Regions from separate parts of the Zea mays genome. Here region 1 is linked to region 2. A link is a contact called in public Hi-C data. All regions are on one chromosome and are shown on one strand. The core of a region is the stretch at or near the end of the contact, and the rest is flanking DNA. Distances in the headings are between cores, read along the strand shown.

Region 1 (4,378 bases), core at 310-2,809, 210 kb before region 2:
TCTCTTCCTGACAAATAAGTATCAAATGTATCAACATCTAAAATGAAATGGTCCACTTTATCAAGCTGAGCTTGTGTTGATGAAATCTGTTTTTTTAGCTCCAGGTGGGGGAGTTGTACTCAGGGAGATAAAGAGAACTTTTTCCTATATACAACTATAAGTGGTACCCTTACCTCTGTTAAGTCATCTGGTAAATGGAAAATATCTCTAACTTCATCGGGTGTCTTTCCTCCAATGATTCGAGCAAGCGCTCCACAAGTAAGATCAACTAGTGGCCTTAACTGCAGACCAAGGGCTGCGGAAGCCAACTTGCAGAGTTTTTCTGTGTCTATCCGGACAAACTTTTCATCAAATGACTTCCGCTCCTGCAAAATGTAGGAAATACCTGCTAAGATATGCTGAATCAAATGTAGATTCAACAAACAAAAATTTGAAGATGAATATAAAGTGCAGCAAACCTTGTTTGAGCGCCCAGGGACCTGATGAAAGCGACAATAATTAAGAATCAAACTCAAACTTGCCGGACTAACTCTTTCTGGTAGTACTATAGCATGATTCTTAGATGATCCTGTCCCATTTTTCACTATTTCCAGACATATCATAGGGCAGAACATCGCAACTTCTTCCTCCACTTGTTGTATGGAGCCATCAAAGCACTGAAGCCAAATATAAGTTTTCAATGCCTGTCAGAGTTCACCAATAAACTTGATTAGTTGATTTAGGCCCAAATGATGCAATCAAGATAAGAATGCAACATTTAATCTCTAATTAACAGGAAGTGCAACAGGAGATGTACCTCTGGTTTTATTACTGCTAATTCGTTCTCCGACATTATTGTCTAACGCAAGGAAAATAATGATGATAACAGAACCAGATATAGGGGAAATTTACAAAGAATTCCTTTCAGGCGTACAACCACCACTGCGCTCTCCAATGTCCAGCAGCAGCTGAGCAAACTTTGCCCTCTACAACAAAGATGTGCACTCCTTGTTTCGCCTTCAGATTGGAGAATGGCTTTATTTGCCTTCAAAGTACAATGAGGTGCAAAATTCCACTGGACCACACGGTTCACCGTATTTGGTAATCTAAAGTAGAGAAAGAACAAGGCAAAAGATGCACAAGTCAAGGGATTTTGTCAGCTACATAAATTGGGACAAAAAAATAAGAAAAATGGGGTATACACTTGTAATTTGAATTCAGATCCGAATACGAATAGGAAGTTAGGTTTTGGGCGCAAGATTTCGCACAGCAGGAAGGGGAGACAGGGCAGCGCGTATGGGGGTGCTCGTCGCCGTAGGAGGAGACGAGGTAGGGCGGCAGCGACGGTAGGGCCAGCCATCAGTGGGTGGGAGTTTGCGTGCACGCTGGGCCGCTGGAGGTGATGGAAGAAGACAAGGCAGGCTTGCAGCATACAGCTACAGATGGACCGAGTGAGTAATCCGTATAGAGAGGTACCTGCAGGTTGGGAGGAAACGATTGGCCCTGGGGCCAGGCGTACCTGCGGCGGCCGGAGAGGCGGGAATGGAGAATCTCCGAGGGATACGAGACGGCGGCGACGGCGACGGCGGCGGCGAGGATAGAACGAAAGGCTCGGTCGGCAAGGGCACGTCCAACCCAATCGTAACGGCTGATAGCGCCATGGGCCTGCTGCAAGCTGCCAACCCCACCCGTTGGAGCCGCAAACCTGGCGGGCTGCGCGTTTGCCATGGTATTGGGCCTCGGGTCGTGTTCTTCTTTATTATCTTTACAAAATATAAAGAAAAATAATAATAAAGTAATACTGAGGTGTTGGTTACCGTACTAAAGTTTAGGTTCTATTTAGAAACTCCGTATTTTAGTTTCACCATAAATTAACTCTAGCAAATTGTTAAGATGGGTTCTAAAAATGTTTGGCTTACATATGGACTCTAGCTTTTTTTAATATAATTGATTTGTGTGAGTTTTCTTGATTAACCTTAATATTTCGCGCGAGAAAATCGAAGTGATATGTTATGTAACTATCTGCGATAGATAACACTATCTACAATGTGGTCTTGAACTCCACCTCTATGTTGGTACCTACTTAGAGCCAAATAGCAACGAACCCTGGGGCCTTCACGTGATGTGCAAGACCTTAGATTCGGCTCTACGAGGTGTCAGACGATCTGTGCTAGGTTATCGGACCGTCCACGATGTGCGCATAAATAGCGATGAGTTCTTGTAGAACCTGGATCTCGCCCCTATGAGGGACCTTGTCGGTGAAAGATCCTAGGGTCGATAGGCCACCCAAGATGCATCTAGATGACACAGAGTCGATTAGAGGTAAAGATTGATAGGTAGAAACTACAAATAAAGCTACGCTATAACTATGCTACGCTGCATCTACCTCTAAGGCATGACTGATAACTAAGGTAAATAGATTGGTTCGATTAGAATTAAATTGTGTTCGAGGGTACTCAATTGGTCGTATCCCTTTATATTTATAGGGGATGTCCGGACCCGTTCCTAGATAAGATCCAATAGATTATCATGGATATGTTAGGATAACCACGCACGAGATAAGTACTCTTGCCCAAGTTAATCTAATCATGGACTATTAGGTCTATTCCACGGTCCACGGACCATCTGGGCCGCATGGCCAGACCATCCGGTTGTGCCCAAGGCTAAATATGGCGCTCCAGGTTGGTGGTTGATGTGAATTGTGAAGTATACACAACTCTATATTCTTGTTCTAGCCTTCGTATTTTTGCTGATTTTCTACAAGAATAATAGATAAATTGAGTAAGTAAATATAAAAAATGTTATAGGGTCACAACATTACCACACCATGCATCAATACATGCTCAATCCAAGTATAGAAAAGTAGGAATTAGGAAAAATAACATAGTCCACGAATGACTTAGGCCATGTTTCTCTAGAGCTAATTGCTAGTCATCGAAAAAGTATGCCATTGACATATAGAATAAGGAAGATATACTTTCCTTTCTTAAACTTTGCATAAATGCAATTGCTTCCTTGTTTTCCTCGAAACCAAACTTCGTGATAGTCTAATCAAACTTGAGATACCACTATCTGAAGGCTTGCTTTAATCCATAAATGAGCCTCCTTAACTGACATCCCATGTGTTGTTTTCCTTGCACGACAAAACCTTTTGGTTGTGCTATGAACATATTTTCTATTAACTCTCTATTTAGTAATGTTGTATTTACATCCATCTAAAGGAGTTCTAGATCAAAATGGGCCACTAATGGCATAATGATCCTGAATGAATCTTTTGTTGAGACATGTGAGAAGGTTTCATTGTAGTAAATGCCTTCTCTCTGCCTGAACCCTTTGTCCATAAGTCTATCATTGTATCTTTCTACGTTCCCTTTGGAGTCACGTTTGGTTTTGTAGACCCACTTACAACCTACTGTTTTGGATCCTTTTGGGAATAACCTCTAAGTCCCAAACTTTGTTCATTCTCATGGATTCTAATTCAGCTTCCATGGCTGAAAACCATTTAGATGAATTTTCACTTCTCATGGCTTCTTCATATGTAGTGGGATCACCTTCTGCATCAATGTCCTCACTAAGGTAGTGTTTGATTGAAGAGCCAAGTAGAACGGAGCTGTCCTGTCCTAGTTTTGTTGTTGTTTGGTTACAAAGTAACTAGAACGGAGTGGCTCCAATTAGAGAATATTCTCCTCAGATCCGGAACCATCCCACTCCAAAAAATCAACAGGACGGAGCCGCTCTGTTCCCAGCCCGCTCCCATAGCTCGCCCTCCCATCCGTGCGCAGTAGCTCGCGTGCCTCCCTCTGCAACCAAACAAAAAACAGAGCCGCTCTGTTCCAATTCACTCTGCAACCAAACAAAAAACAGAGCCGCTCCATTCTAGCTTACCAAACACAGAACATAGCGGCTCCGTTCTTAGAATCAGGGATGGAACGGCTCTGTTCTACTTGGCTCCTCAACCAAACACTACCTAACATATATCTCATCACTTTTTGTGTCTATACTGGAATCAACTTCATAGTCATTAGGGATCACAGATCGTCTGGACCTTTGAGACCTTCTTAGATTTGGTTCTAGTATGTTCTGGGGCTCCTACAATGATGTGTCTCTTGGTACAATACTGCCACTATTTTATGAACTCTCATGTGTAACCGGCTTAGATGGGCTAGGCTGCACAGAAGGTGAAACATCTTGCTCTTTAGGAGTTGTACTAGGTGATACAACATTTGCAGTAGGGTTTCACTTCTAGTTAGTACAGCTGTTGGTGGAACCTCAATAGGCATCAAGAAGTATGGTTCTTCAACCATCGGAATCAGGACATATGTCCTCTTTTCCTGAAGGTCAACTTCTATGAGTACCTTACTACTCTTGATTATGTCATCTTCTCGAAATATAGCATGGA
Region 2 (4,130 bases), core at 935-3,434:
CAAGGGATGGTGAGTTCCTATCATTTATATAATTTTGCTTCTAAATGTCTAAAATTTGGTTAATACACTGAGAGAGATGTTTTGAAAGGATCTATCCCTACGAGGGTTCTGGCTCCAGAAGTGGCTGAACTCAGACAAAACAGAAGACTGCAGAAGAATGATTGACTACCTCTTGGGCCTTGTGCATGAAGGCAAACTCAAATACGAGTATGTAATGTTAATGTTGTTCTGTTGTTGAGTTTCTTTCAGATCTTGTTGACATACTCTCATCTAGACATTGCCGTCTCTGTAAAGGGGAAAAATTAAGTGTGTCCTTGGAAACATTAATTTGTTTGTAGGATGGAGTCCATTTCTTTCGGCGAGTTCAGCTTGGCTCTGGAGAAGGCCCTGGGCAAACATGGAAGCCAGCCGAAGCAAGTTATCAAGTTCTGAGACCAGGGCGGGTTAGAGGATCTGAGAGCATGCGATTGCCATCGATCTGTATGAATGATGAATCCAACAGTTAGCTATGTCAAGTGCCAGAGTTTTAAATACAAATAAAGTAAAGGCAGCAATGTTTAATGGAATTGTGAAATCAGCAGCTTAGCTATATTTGAGCGCTGTGTTGATTTTGCAATGAAATCAGCAGCTTAGCTATATGTCAAGTAAAGGGTGCGTCAATTTCTATTGCATCTACAGTGTTATTCTTTTGCAGCCACAGCTGGTCAGCTGCAGAGCGCATCGTAAATTCTGGACATGTCAATTCTTTTGCAGCCACATGCCCACAGCTACAGTATAATAAACAAGCCTGGAATGCGTAGACAATGGTGCTACTGCCTTAACCGGTACTAACCTGGCTTCTTGTATAATCGCCAGCATTAACCACTCCTGATTAGATAAACAAGCGCACTTCTTTACTTTCTCCCGTGAGCGTAGCTAGTTGACCATTTAATTGTCACATTATAGGCTATCGCATGCAGACAGTTCTACAGCTAGTAGGATTAGACTATAGGTGTACGTTTGGGCCGGACCTGATGGGTTGGATCGAAGCACGAAAAAAAGCATGACGTAGGCACGACACGGAATATTTTAGTGCCGGATCGGGTTGGAATGAGGTTGCGGTTCATGGGCGGGCACGAGCACGACCCGTTTAAGGTAGACACGAAATGGCTCATACAGAGGCACGAAAAGGCTCGTATATTTATTAAATCCACAATTTCATGTACTTCATAAAGAATACAAAGCTAGAGATAATGATAGTTAGATGTTTTTAGCTTTAAATTAGAGTATGTAATATAATTTTACTTTTATTATGAACATTAGATAATAAACCGAACTTACGAACTTTGTATAGAGCTGGTATAATCTTTTTCCTTCTAACAAAATGATTTGTAAACGAGGTAGTCATTGCATAGCTCTGGTAACTTTAATATAAATATTAATTTTGATTTTGTTCAAATTTATTTGTCTTATCTTTTATTGGTTTTTTTAAATTTATTTTGAATTTAGGGCTTTGATGTAAATTCCGGGCCCTAATGTGAATTTCGGGCAAAAAATTGAATTTCGGGCTTTTATAATTTTGGGCCGCCCGAAATAAGGCCAAGAGCTAGGCTTGTGGGCCAATTCGACACGGCCCGAAATTCAAACGGGACGGAACGGACCGAAATTCAAACAATACGTGTCTTTTCAGGCTTGGGCCGGGCCGAGCGGCCCGAATATACACCTATAGATTAGACCGTCTTTAATAGATATTTTAAAAAATCCTATACAATATGACAAATACGTATGTATAAAAATATAAAATAAAATATATCTTTAATATAAATATTTAAGTATAGAGGATAAGGTATAAAAATTTTTGTTAAAGAGAAAAAAGATATAGATGAGATATTGTTTTAAAGAGCACTGTAAAAAGACAGATATAGATAAATGAATATAGAAGACTTTTGCTGTAGACAATCTTATAGGCCAGCCAAATATAGTGTGACGAACGCGACGGCAACCGTGATTCGTCGTGTGGTCACAATCAAAACTTGAAAAAGCCTTTAACAAACAAACTGTTCCGTCACATACCCGCCGCCGCCGGGATCCATCTCTCGTCCGTCCTTCACCCCATCCAACGGCTGATGCGTAAGGAGGAGTCACCAACACGCAACACGGAAGGAAAAAAGGAAAAGATTCAGACGGACGGGGCACCACTGCCTGTCGCCCTCAAGAACCCCCACCATCCCCACCGCCAGCAGATCGATTCGCGAAAGAGACGACCGCCGCCGCATCGGACCGTGCCCGAGCCCCCCTTCTCCTCGCTGACTCGGCTCCCCTCCTCCGCCGTCGCCGGAGGCGAAGCAAGTGTAATAAACCGACCCACCCTCCTCCTCTCTCCTCTCCCTCCGCATGCGCTGTTTTGTTCCGTATCGGGTTGTGCGCGGGGGACAGGGCGCCACCTGCGCCGATCGTTCCGTTTGTGTTCGTTGTTTGTGTCCGTTTCTGTGCCTGTGGCTTCGGTTGTTCCTCTGAGCGACGGCGATCGAGCCTTAATCTTAGCTCCTGCTGGGCTGCGCCTGCGCAGGCTGAGGTGGGGTTCCGTGCGCCCCGGTTCGTGGTGGAATTGATTTTGCCCGGTTGTTGCTTGCCGTAGCAGCATGTTTTCCTCCCCACAACATTTCTGGTCCGAGTGCGGCAGCACAGCACCTGATCCTTAGCTATGCCGATCCGAACTGTGGCCTGACCGGCTGACCGTGGGCGAAGCACTCGACCCTCAGTATCTGCTGCCGCCATTTCTTGCCCGGAGCTGTTGCGCTTTGGCTTGTAGTAAACTCGACACGTTGTCGCCCCTTGCTCGCCCGGGCAGTTCTGCTCGAGTGCTTGTACTCCGTCGTCGTCACTGGCGACAAGTAGTTTGATCGGCGTTACGGTAAGGAACAGTGCTTTGCAATCACTGTCCATGGAACCGCTGTATCTGGATGTTTTTTTACGAACCAGGATTGAATTGAGCTTGGAGGGCTATCTGTACTAGTTTCCTTCTCGATCGATGGAATGATAAATCGATTTTTCAGTGTGTTACTCTGTGGGCCATGCTTGTTCGAAACATATTTCATGCGAAGTTTCTACTTGCTTCGTTGAAAAAGTAAGCGAGATCAAATGATGATGAACGGCTCACAGACTTTATTTGATTTTCCTGCTTGCAGGGGGACCACAGAAGCATTAGCTGGGTGAACCCACTCAAAGGGGGCAGGGAATTGTGTGCTAGTTTGAATGGCTGCTACAAAGCTTCAGGCCCTTTGGAACCACCCGGCTGGCCCCAAAACCAGTTAGTCATTTTCTGGACTTTAATCTTTCTCTCTTTTTTTTGGGTTAACGGTGAACAAAAGCATCCTCATATTAGATAATGTTCTGTTCGTCATTGCTGGTCATGGCCATCACCATCTTGCAGTGACAAGCTGTATAAAGACTGGCAATGGCCATCACCATCTTGCACAGTGATGTCTTCTTAGCTTGTGTTTATTTCTGTTAGATGTCTATGCATGCGTCCTTGTTGCCACCTGCAGGCAATGATATCAATATTCCCAAATCCCAATCGTATTTGGTCCATCTATAGAGTTCTTGTTGCTACTGTTCTTTCTGAGCCGATCTCGTATTGTGATGGTACCCTTTATTGGAAATGGCAACATGTGATGGCTAAGGAGATTGCTGCTCTTGAGCACCGACACGTGGAAACTTGTTTCTTGTCCACCACGTGTCCGTCCTATAATATGTAAGCGGGTCTATAAGGTTAAGATCTGTTCTGATGGCTCTTTTGAGCGTTCAAAGGCTCGCTTAGTTACTTGTCACGAGACGTTTGCGTCTGTTGCTCACATGACCACTCTTCATACTCTCTCAGCTTGATGTCAAGAATACCTAAATGGTGAGCTACATGAAGAGGTCTACATGTAGCCATCGTTTGGGTATCATGTCCCCGCGGGCATGTTTTGTCGCCTACGACACTCCCTTTATGGCCTCAAGCAAGCTCCACATGCTTGATTTTAGCGCTTTGCATCTGTGATCACTATGATTGGTTTGTGCATACTTCGTCTCGTGGTCGTACTCTTCTTTTTTTCTCGAAAAACGCCTAGGAAAACTGCACCTCATTATATTAAGAAGAAAAAGTAATC

Evidence for each region. A called contact is a pair of places that touch in the nucleus more often than the background predicts.
Region 1: a Hi-C map of leaf shows a contact between it and region 2, with 7 times the contacts expected there. The contact joins the promoter of LOC100304273 here to the promoter of LOC100273562 in region 2. A contact is called at or near these places in 3 of 25 Hi-C or Micro-C datasets (ear, leaf and tassel).

What each region holds. Positions count from the first base shown.
Region 1 is chr4:28,551,907-28,556,284 of Zm-B73-REFERENCE-NAM-5.0, reverse strand. LOC100304273 (SKP1-like protein 21) reads right to left here and starts at 1,559. Exons shown (of 7, transcript NM_001165716.1): 1 at 1,499-1,559; 2 at 459-1,085; 3 at 174-365; 4 at 1-7. The coding sequence starts at 614.
Region 2 is chr4:28,339,221-28,343,350 of Zm-B73-REFERENCE-NAM-5.0, reverse strand. LOC100273562 reads left to right here and starts at 2,184. Exons shown (of 6, transcript NM_001147980.1): 1 at 2,184-2,330; 2 at 3,168-3,289. The coding sequence starts at 3,235. LOC100501714 (putative alcohol dehydrogenase superfamily protein) reads left to right here. Exons shown (of 9, transcript NM_001323298.1): 8 at 89-207; 9 at 339-706. The coding sequence ends at 432.